2 separate regions of the Cyprinus carpio genome follow, and region 1 is linked to region 2. Evidence: chromatin contacts called from public Hi-C data. All regions are on one chromosome and are shown on one strand. Each heading gives the region's core, a stretch centred on a gene start, on an enhancer-like site or on the middle of the called end of the contact. The rest is flanking DNA. Distances are from core to core; before and after follow the strand shown.

Evidence for each region. Hi-C and Micro-C count contacts between places; a contact is called where the count stands out from the background.
Region 1: a Hi-C map of skeletal muscle shows a contact between it and region 2, with 4 times the contacts expected there. The contact joins two enhancer-like sites. A contact is called at or near these places in 3 of 8 Hi-C or Micro-C datasets (liver and skeletal muscle).

The regions. Positions count from the first base shown.
Region 1 is chrB13:9,480,923-9,486,732 of ASM1834038v1, forward strand. The region is part of intron 27 of thada (thyroid adenoma-associated protein); the gene reads right to left. Among protein-coding and RNA genes, the nearest start is that of thada, 43 kb to the right of the region's middle. Within about 2 kb of position 2,424, at least 1 of the 8 cell types and tissues checked has an H3K27ac peak or open chromatin away from gene starts, as enhancers often do. A contact at or near this core is called in skeletal muscle, where this site is marked.
Region 2 is chrB13:9,438,865-9,444,347 of ASM1834038v1, forward strand. It overlaps thada (thyroid adenoma-associated protein), which reads right to left. Exons shown (of 39, transcript XM_042736377.1): 33 at 5,391-5,483; 34 at 2,763-2,887. Among protein-coding and RNA genes, the nearest start is that of LOC109076348, 17 kb to the left of the region's middle. Within about 2 kb of position 1,292, at least 1 of the 8 cell types and tissues checked has an H3K27ac peak or open chromatin away from gene starts, as enhancers often do. A contact at or near this core is called in skeletal muscle, where this site is marked.

The DNA.
Region 1 (5,810 bases), core at 1,174-3,673, 43 kb after region 2:
AGCTCAACACAACCCTGCATACCTTCAGTATGGATTAGAGTCTTCCAGGCAAAACACTTCCAAGATGTCCATAAATGCAGCCTGTCGAGCTTAAACCATCTTTAACCATTCCTTTGTCATTACTTACATTCACAAATGAATGTAAACTGATATAAATTTGCATATTATGTGTAATGCGCTTGAGTGTGTTGCAGAGGGCCATCATAATCACAAACGCTGGCCACACACACACACACACACACTACACTGCAGTATTTCTTCAGTTTATTTGTGTGTGTAACATAAATAACATTCAGATCATGAAAACAGGAAACAAACTTTTTTTTTTGTATTGTGCACTAAATGACTGAGGACATCCAATAAAAGTCTCGGGACCAAGCAAACTCTCTGATCATATTCTGATAAGAACAACCAAACACAAACTAACAAAAGCATCTTCTTTGCGGAGGAAAACGTCAAACAAGTTACTACAAAAAAGGCGCATGTTTAAAGAGTCCAAACGAAATTACCTACGCGAGAAGATGTTATCAGATGCGAGCCTTGTTTATAAACTTGAGTGCAACTGAAGTCATTACTTGTCAAAATATGTTTTATATAATGGTTTAAAGACTTTCGTTTTGTTTCGTTTCAGTGTTTAACTAAGATGTGAATCATTCGATGTGTATCATTCGTTCCTGTATCAAAACAAAAAATCTCAATTTAAAACGTTTGAAAAGCAATCCAATCCAAGAAACACAAACAAACCCCACATTAATGAATTCGGAAGAGCACAGCTACTAAAACTCAGGTTTGATAAACAAATGTGTGTTTGATAAACAAATTAAAAGATTATACAACTCTCATGTTTTAGGTACACGCAAATAAAAATAAAAAAAATAAATAAAAAAAATAAAAAATAAAAAAAAAATAATAATAATAATAATAATAATAATAATAATAATAATAATAATAATAAATGTGGTGCATGATTCACATTTTAATTATTTATGAAAATTGCTGGCAATTTTTGAGCGAAAATTATTTCAAAGAAACAAACATGAAATTTTGAGATAGACTGACAGTGTTTTCTTGGGAAAACATACTCCAATAATTTTTGTATGTATAAAGCAAATGTGTCCCAAGTTACACTATTTTGGTGTAATTGGTTTTTAAAAATAAATTAATATTTTATTCAGAAAGAATGCATTAAAATGATCAAAAGTGACTTTTTACTTTGTAACAAAAATATTTACAGTAAATAAATGTTGTTCTTTTCTGAAAACAATCCTGAAAATGTATTTCTACAAAAACATTAAGCAGCACTGTTTTCAACAGGAATAAATTACATTTTAAAATATATTCAAATAGAAGTTATTTTAAATCATATTTTTTCACAATATTACTGTTTTTACTGTATTTTTGATCCAATAAACTTCAAACTTTTGAATGGCAGTTTTAGAGCCTTACACTTAACTATGCACTCTGACATTTAGAAAGGTATCCATTTAGAAAGGTACAATATCCTTTCCTTTTAAAAGCACGTGAATTCATAGCAAAGAATAGCGCAGAATATGTGAGATGTGTGCACCTTGCATTTTGGAGAATGCAGTCAGTCTTCCATGCAAAAAGAAAATCAGTACATACATTCTATGCTGCAGAAATAGTGAGATAGTATGCTGTTCAGAACACAGCCACAGTACACACAGATTGTAAACAAAAAGACCCAAAAAGTCATAACAGTGAGCGACCTGTCAAAATGTTTGACAAGTACACGTCAGCGCACAAATCACAAGACTCACAAAAACACTTGCACAGAGGAAGAGAAATTGAACAAAACAACAATAAGCAATAGCGGAGTGACCCGCAGGATGAAGATGCCTGCCATAAAAACACATAAAACTAAAGACAAACACATGGAGATGTCGGACAAGCTGGCGGCAGGGTTATGCAGAAAGTAAACGGTCCTGACTATGGGGAATATATCCAGACCAAAGAGTCAGCGTTATATCATTGCGATTATACTGAGTTTCCGTGACCTCTAAATATTCAGCGTCTCTTTAGAAAATCCCAGGGTAATGCCACGGTCAGCTGACCTGGGAGCACATGGGCTCTTTGAAGTGTGAGGTAGTCCAACACACTGGCTTGTGTCATTACGGCCCACTCGATTTTCCAATTAAGTCCAATCAGCACACCGATTAATCATAACAAACCATGATCTCACGAGTGAGCCATTTTTGTTTTGCAGCGAGGTCAGTGCCACTCCTGTTTAGTCATTCCTCACTCCATCTGTGACCTCTCTGTATTCAATCCCAGAATGCATCAGGACATTCTTGCAACAGCTCGCGCTCCACAGGTTTGGATGAGATTAGGGAGCTGACGCAGAGCAGTCGTCGCCGCAGCAGGAGGTCCCATAAAGGCCCACCCGCTCAGTCCTGCGGTGGCCAGGGATCAGAGGTCACGGTCAACCGGGCAGCAATCGAGAGGGTGCGAATGTGTGTAAGAATTGTGTCAACGTTTGTGCGTGCTTGGGCAAGATGTTGTTAGCATTCCCTCTACTACGGAAAAGATAAACACGCGTTGAAGTGCGTTAACCCCTGTGCGTCAGCTCCAATGCATGTCAAGAGTTTCGATCAGTACAAGGGAAGAGTTGAAACTACAAACAAAAGAGTAAGTCTTTGTGAGGGTGGATAAACGTGGGATGAGGATACAGGCAGAACACAAACAAACAAAGGCCATCAGGGAGTTAGGAGGAACATCCAGAACATTTAAGGGGCTGGAAGGTGTCCATGCGCTGTAGGCCAACATACGACAGAGATTAATGACTGGAATAGAGGACTGGAAGGAGAAAAAGCACAGAACTTCAGTGCCCCCTAGTGAACAACCCCTGACAGAGCAGGATCACACAGAACTCACCTCAAGATCTATTCACATTAAGTGAGCTGTGGCAAGCTGATGCATTCTAACGGAATGCTTGCATCAAGTCTTAACACTTGCTTTGCATCTGAAACGCCTTTACTTTTCAGCTGATATCACAAATGTCTTTTCGCAACCTTTTCTCTCAGACCACCTAGCTCCATTTTGCAATGTTACAGCCACTTTTTTTCCAACTCCTAATAAATAGCATCAAGTTCTGTCGTGGGTTGTAATAGCATTTTGGTATTATTTTTGGCAACTTTATTGCAACTTCCATTCTGTCAGAAAACTCTATTTGGATAGTAGACTGACTGTGGAAAAAATTGACACTACATAAAATATTAAAGTCAACTTTTAGGACATCAAGAACTTACAATGTCACACTTACAATGTCAATACCTTGCATTTTTGCCTTTTATTACTATAGAACGGTATAGAAGCACTATATGTCGGCACACTGCCCATACAAGGCTATCGGTGTTGACCTGTTTAGTGTTTTTAATAAGTTCTGTTTAAAAGTCATGTTTTGTTTCATTATGAGGATAGGTAGTTGTGGCTTTGGTGAAGTTTCTTTAATTTTAAAGAGCAAGTTTTATATGTATTTTGATGCATAGAAACACCTCTATGAACTTTTGCATTTGTGCAGCTAACTCACACGTTAAGCAACCTTTAATTGTTTAATGGAAAGGTCTGCCAAAATAAGAGTGTTTTACCTTAATAATGTGCAATATTAATATCATCTTCTTAAACTTGGATTCACAAGTTTATAAAACTTGTTTTATTATGTGTGCTGAAAGCACAGACCGACTTTAAGTTGACAAGTAATTCTTCTCTATGTTGAGCTCAAGTTAAAAACTAAGTTAAATTCAAAGTTAAAAAAAAAAAGTCATGAAACCGGTTGCTATAAGTCTTCTCAACTACTGGTGTTTTTTTGTTTTTTTTACAGTGTAGTTGTATGGAGTCAATATAATGCCGCATATATATGCAAAAGAACAAAGTTCTGCAAAAGAAAATGAAGTTTTGCAAACAAAAATTTAAGTATTAAGAAAAATAAATGTGCTTTTTGAAAACAAAAATAAAGAATTGCGAAATATAAATGAAACCGCGCAAAAGCAATGATTTTCAATACATATTTTCCATGGCCATATCTACTAATTTATTTGCAGTGCTGCTTTTATTTTGCGTTTCAGTCAAGTTTGAGTTTGCCATACCGTTTTTTTCCCTTTGCGCTTCACGTTTCTGCGCGTCTCACTTTCTGGCACTGTTTTGACGTGGGGGTGGAGTCAAGGGACAGAGGCGTGTACAGCATGCCTCCCTGGAAGTGACAGCATCGGCCCGAGACGCAGCTCACTGATCCAGGTACCATCACGAGCAGAGGCATGCGGGTGTTTAAAATCTCTTCACCTGTGGAAGGACGCCAGCGCACAGAAGCGTTCTTTGTTCACATTAGTTCAGAGTTACTGCTAGGTTTAATGTTAAGGAATGCAATTAATTTCATAAACTATGAATTATTATGACTTATTATAGTCTATTTAAGGTATTTTAGTTATTTAAATAACATGGGTTATCTTAAAACATTTTATTATACTATTACACCACCCAAATATGTATTTATTTCCTTGTAATTCTCGTTGTCATTGCAAGCTGGTTTATATTCACCATGAAGAAAAGTGATTAGTGTAACCTGCCTAAAAATAGCCCTGAACTTAAAACAACAGGACAAAAAAAAGTTGATGACTAAAAATAACCATTTTATGACTCTAAACATTGTGAAGACAGTGGCATAATAAGGTGACATAAGACATTTTTTAGCCATAGCGAAACAGTAGACATATGCATGTATAAATTTTACCCGCTGCTGGCTGTTTTAGGGAGGCTATACAGCGACCTCTGGTGGTTTAAGTGTTAACCATAGTCCTAGGTTACCGGAATAAAGTTGAATTAATAAAGCTTATTATGAATAAATGTTACATAAAGTACATAAAATAAAATAGGTCCACAAGAAAACATTTTTATTCATCCCAAAAATCTTGTAAGTAAATGTATTTTATTGGTATTATTATTATTATTGGTAATGTTTTTATATTTGTTGTTATGCATTTATTTTCCCTTCATTTCGTTCTCTTTACTTAACATTCAGGGCTGCATTTCCCAAAAGCATCTTAAGCCTAAATTGATTGAAGACCTATCATCATCTGGTTTACAATGCTTTTGGGAAACACAGCCCTGAAGAGTTTTGTAAATAATAGCCTATGATGTAAATACATGCAAATAAAGCATTGATTATGCTATACGACAGGAATTTTTACTGGAAGTACAATTTAGAGGATGAATTGAACAATAACTCTATAAATACCCTAACCTATATAATAATAAATACTAGAATTATAAATTAATAATTCGCTAGTTTCATAATGAAAACACCACGCATTTATCGTGACATACGGGCATAAATGCAATAAAGTCAAAACTTTATTGGCATAATTGTCAGGCGTTTTCAGAATTTGCTAAATAAATGTTAGCCTAGCACGTACTAGCATTACACAGAACCTTAATTAGGTGGGCTAAGCAATACACGGACTGAAAGGGAAAAAAAGCATAACAATAAATATAAAAATAAAGCCCTAATTAATATAATATTAATTATTATATACGATTAGCCTATATAATACTACTACTACTAATAATAATAGCTTATAAACATATATTACATAAAAAGACACGATCAACGGACTGTAGGATGGATAAAAATATTTTATCAATCTCTGATAATCTCAGGTTGAAAGTGAAAGTGAAAGTGACGTGACATTCAGCCAAGTATGGTGACCCATACTCAGAATTCGTGCTCTGGATTTAACCCATCCGAAGTGCACACACACAGAGCAGTGAACACACACACACTGTGAACACACACCCGG
Region 2 (5,483 bases), core at 42-2,541:
GAACATTTGTGAATGCTGATAAATGAATTCATATGATTCACTAAAACATTTTAAAAAGGAATAACTCCCATAGAATGAATGAATAAATAAATAAATAAATAAACACACACACTCACACACACACACACACACACACACACACACACACACACACACACACACACACTATAGTATATTATATATTATATTATATTACATTATATTACATTATATTATATTATATTTATGACATACATGATACAAAACTCACCTAGAATACATAATGAATAAAAAAATAATAGAATAAGAAAATTAATGAATTAATAAATAAATTAGTAAATAAAGTCTAATCTAGCATTGTAAGGTTCTGCACTGTAAAAAATTATTACAACTATTACAAAGATAATTGGAGGGTTTTACAAGAAAAAAAAAGTATTTTCTTCAGAATTGTTTTTTAATTCAGTGTACCACTTGCCCTTTATTTGTAATGAAATGAAATTTATAAGCATTTTTAGTACACAAAAATTCAAAATATGAAGTCAATTAATTATTCATAAAAATCATATTTATTACAGAAATTTCCAGGATTTTATTATTTGTATTATTATCATCATCATCATCATTGTTATTAACTCTCTCACTCTTGAACTTTCCAGTTCTGTAAATAACCATTTTAGAATTTCCAGATTTTGCCACGACCGTCTGGACCCTGATCATAAATGCTATCAGATCATAAACTGACGACACACTGACACACACTTGAACACGCGCCCCAGGCCGAGTCCAGAGGGGCTGTTTTACTAACTCGATCTCAGAACAGGTGTAAACCAACATGTGTTGTCCAACAGAACACGGCTACCAAAATACACTCAGCAAAAGTGCCATTACACAACACTGCAAGCGTCCAAGTGCATTACACAATCGCAGACACACACAGCTAACCGTAAGTACTACGGTGTTGCTTAATCACAGGGAGACTGCTACAAAAGACATGTATCATGTCACACTGTACAAATAGCAATACGCCGCGAAGCGTTTCACAACACTGAACTTAAGGGGAGAGATTGAAAGCGTGCGAGCGTTGCAGGGAGCGGGAGTCTTTGTAATGTAATACCGACGTCCTGTGTTCACTGCGCACTGGGATGTGAAGGTGTCTGGTATTCTGAGGCCCCTACAGGCATCTAGGAGCCAAAAACAACAATCCAACTGCACCTGCTGCCACATAAACACACATTTAGACATGCACACAACCTCCTAGCATGTACATACCCACAAATTATAGGGAATAACCCTATGTAAAGGTATCCGAACACTCTCTCAATTGAAAGCACAGGTAGCTGTGACCCTTTAATGTGTAAATCTATCTCCTTCCCACTCTGCCGTAGGTATGAAAGGGTGATTGATGTACACGGGCCGGCTGGCGACCACAGGTATGTGTGGTTTCTTTTGTAGTCGGAGCCCACATCTGAAGCCATTACGCTTCCCGCTAACAGAGCTAGCCGCTCAACAGAGTACCTCTCGCCTCCCCAGAGGGATCTCCACCACCTCAAACCACTGCCTCAACAATGAGGAGGTTTGTTGGAGTCCACAGCTGCTGAGAGCATGCTATGTTTTTAGGGTGCTGGTGCGATCTAGTATGCAATAGAAAGCCTTTAAATCTGGTGTGTGCACAACTGGATGCGAATGGAAAATTAATGTTCATCATGTCTGGTGAATTTTTAAAGGAGAAATCCAGTTTTTCAATGGGAAATCACTTTCTACTGGGAATTTTGAAAGATTTATCCATGCGGATTTTGTAACAGGTTCAAGCTGGCCACAAGGATTCACCACTTTGTCAAACAGAAAGCTGCTTGGTTTGAAAGTGACTTCTGTGTCAGCTGTGCTTTCCATATCTGCACCATTTAAAATATACAGTCCATAGTCTGATAACAGCAAATGAAATAATTACATAAAAAATTTAATAAAAATGAAAATGTTACATACATAATTTAATAACAGCAAATGATATATATATATATAAAAATCTGGTAGACATGTCTAATGTCTAAATATCGTAACTTATGATTGTTCATCCACTTCTGGTTTTGACGTCTCAAAGTCAAGGTTTTTTTTTTTTGTTGTTGTTTTTTTTTTATGGGTTTTTGGTTAAATGCCTGAAATAAGGTTAGTGGTCTACACAAGCTCAAGATTTGTTCACGCTTTATTCTGACAACACAAAATACAACGTGTCTTGGGACTTTTTTCTCCTTCACAGCATGATGTTTATAAATTGCGTTTTGGGAACTATTCTGTTTTAACTCAAACTTTTTGTCTCATAAATATAAAACTTTTTTCTCCTTCACAGCATCATGTTTATAAATTGCGTTTTGGGAACTATTCTGTTTTAACTCAAACTTTTTGTCTCATAATTATTAAAAAAAAATCATTAAGTCATCTAGACAGTGAATTAATGGTGTGTAATTGTTTTTAATTGGTTATTTGTTTGTATGATGGCTTTAGTATTCTATGTTGTAATTTTGTTGTTTATTTGTATACACAAACTCGGCCAGGACACTCCTGTAAAAGAGATTTTTAATCTCAGTGAGTCTTTTTCCTGGTTTGTTTATAGTGTATAGCTTTTTACTTTTGCCGATTGTATTGATGCTTAAAAATTCATACGTAGTGTTCATTTGTGAAGATTATCATGATGAATGTTGGTCAAAAACTCATTTTCTGGAATATTTCAACAGTCCATGGAAAAAAACAAACAAAACGGATGCTATAGTTTCATCAGTATGGCTCACCTGTGAGTAGAGGTTTCCAGCAGTGTGAGGAGATGCTCTAGAACCTCCAGACAGCTCAAAGACGTCATCCCATCTCTCCAGGGCAGCAGCCAAGAAAGAGGGAGGACAGCGAGAACCTGCAAGACCTGTGAAACACCAAAAGAAATGGAGACTTTATTCAGGCTAGATGTCGTATTTATATAAAATAAGTCATATTTTCAGTGTTGCATCGTGTGAGCGATCACAGGCTTTCCAACAGTATAACAGACTTTAGATCTATCCTACACATCCTTGTTTTCATTCACATCTAAATAAATATGGCATCTACCCTGACTAATCATACACAAGGAGCATGAGACAGAAAATGTGCTGAAGTCTGTCCAGGATGTTTTGTGAATATTTTCAATGCTTTCATTAGCCAGCCACACCTCTCAACCCATATTCCTTTCATCCATATGAACATTCCCGTATTCCACCCTCCTGTCTGTCAGTAACATTCCCTCCATCCCCCTGCACATAAAACACATATGGTTCAGCTCAGGCCCTTGGCTTTCCCCTCAGCAGAGCGAGGGAGTTAACGGAAGACTTGTTTTTCTTCTCCTCAGACCCCCACCGTCTCTCCTTTCCTTTCCCGTGACAGGCCAGGTACCTTACAGTGGTTTGTTGACATTATTTAGGCTTGTTTGGTTGATTATTATTTCTTGGAGTGCACAAGAGCCTTAAATAAAGGCATTTAAGCCATCTTTCTAAATGGCAATTTCAGTCTTTTATACTACAGTGCATTATATTATATTTAAGCGCATGACAAAACCAATGTGGATTTAGTTTTAAGACTAAAATGAATATGTTCAGAATGGATTTAGGCACTAGGCTTTAGTGCAATTGCAGTTTGATGTATATTTTCTTATTAGCGCTGCCATTTGAGCCCACAGAGCAAATTAACTTAACTTTCCTCATCACTTCCCAGAATGCTTTGGTGGAACAGTAGACTTACCCCCTGGAAACCAGGCCATATCCAGAGTCTAGAGCCTAACAGCAGCACTTTAAACATTAACAGTTGGCCAATAAAACAGCTTTTAAGAACACACACACTCCCAGTCAGCCAAAAACACTGCAACAGACACATACAAAAACACGCATCTCCAGACACAAACACACACGTCCTTCCAGAAAAGCCGATTCCCGTCAGCTTGAACATAGCTTAATGACAGAAATGGCAAAACAGCAGGATAATTGATGGTTGGTTGAGTGTTTATGAGGAATTGAAACGCGACCCCTTTTTCTAAACAGGAAATCGCCTGCCATTTCACTTTGCAGAGCTAAAGCTCTGAGCTGAAACTGCGTTTGTGTGTATTGAGTCTGTGAATGGAAATTAAATGACATTCAGCCGGTTTCATTCAGAGACACAGCTGTGAGTAGCTCTTGTCCAGCAGGTTTTTACAGTGTAGATGTTTATTCAGCTAATCAGAGAGAATCCCCACATGAAGCCATGTGTTATTTAGCTGAATTCACTAATCTCAGGACCGGATCTGTGATCAGGGTTACGGTAAATCTCAAGTCCTAATTTAAAATCATAACAATAATCAGAATCAAAAATATCTTTACTCCTAGTACGCATATAGTCCAAAGTCCTAATTTAATTGCTTTACATTTCTGGGTTTGTAATTTTTTGTTTATTTTTATGTAAAGTTTTTTTTCCCTACTGTATTTTGTTCTGTAGTGGTTGTTGTAAGGTTGGGGGGTGGGGGGATTGTAGAGTGTTTGTCAGTTAAGTTTAGCACTGCATTTTGTGAAGTTTTCAAGTCACAGTTTTTGTATCGTGTTTTGTTAAGCTTGAAATTATATCTTTTAAATCTTTTTTGTGATGTGTTGTTTTGTAGAGTTTTTAAAGTTTTGTAAAGTTGCAATTTTGTTTCAAGTTTTGTTAAATAGTTAATTTTTTGTCATGTTTTTGGATAGTGTTCAAGGTTTTAATGTTTGACATTTTGTAAAGTTCTGCACTGCATTTGTGAGGTTGTGTTAAGTTCTCTGAAGCTTTTGTATTTTTTTGTAAAGCTTAGTTGAGTGTCTGAAGTTGTGATGCAAATCATTTTATGAAGTTTTGTTTTCTAGAGTGTTTAAAGTTTTAAGTCAATTTTAAAAAACAGTTTTTTGTGTGTGTTGTTTTTTGTAAATACTTTTGTAGTGTTGTAAGGCTTTTGTGGAGAATTTTTGTCACGTTTAACATTTTGTAAACTTTTGCACTGCATTTTGTGAAGTTGTGTCAAGTTTTCACAGTTATTTGTAAAGTGTTCTTTAAAGTTCAGTAGATTGTTTGTAACATCAAGTTGTTTAACTTTTTGTAGTGTGCCTCTGTTTTTGAGTGTTTAAAATTTTGTTAAACAGTTTGTGGTGGTGTTTTTCCAGAGTGATATTTTTGAAGCTTTTGTATTGTGTTTTGTAAGGCTTAGATGAGTGTTTAAAGGTGAAGTAATGCAAGTCATTTTGTGAAGTTGTTATTGTGGTTTTGTTTTTTAAAGTGTTTAAAGTTTTGTAAAGTTGCAGCTTTTGCAAGTTTTGTTGCGTTGTATTTATTTATTTATTTGTATTTTTTGCAGTGTTTTATAAAGCTGTGTACAGTATTCTGATGCAAAAGCGTGATTTCCTCACCTTGGCTTGACACCCAGGGTAAGTCTCATGAAGGGCCAGGGAGGTCAGGCTAGACACACTGAGGTCAAAGGGCATGGGTCCCTGACCACGACA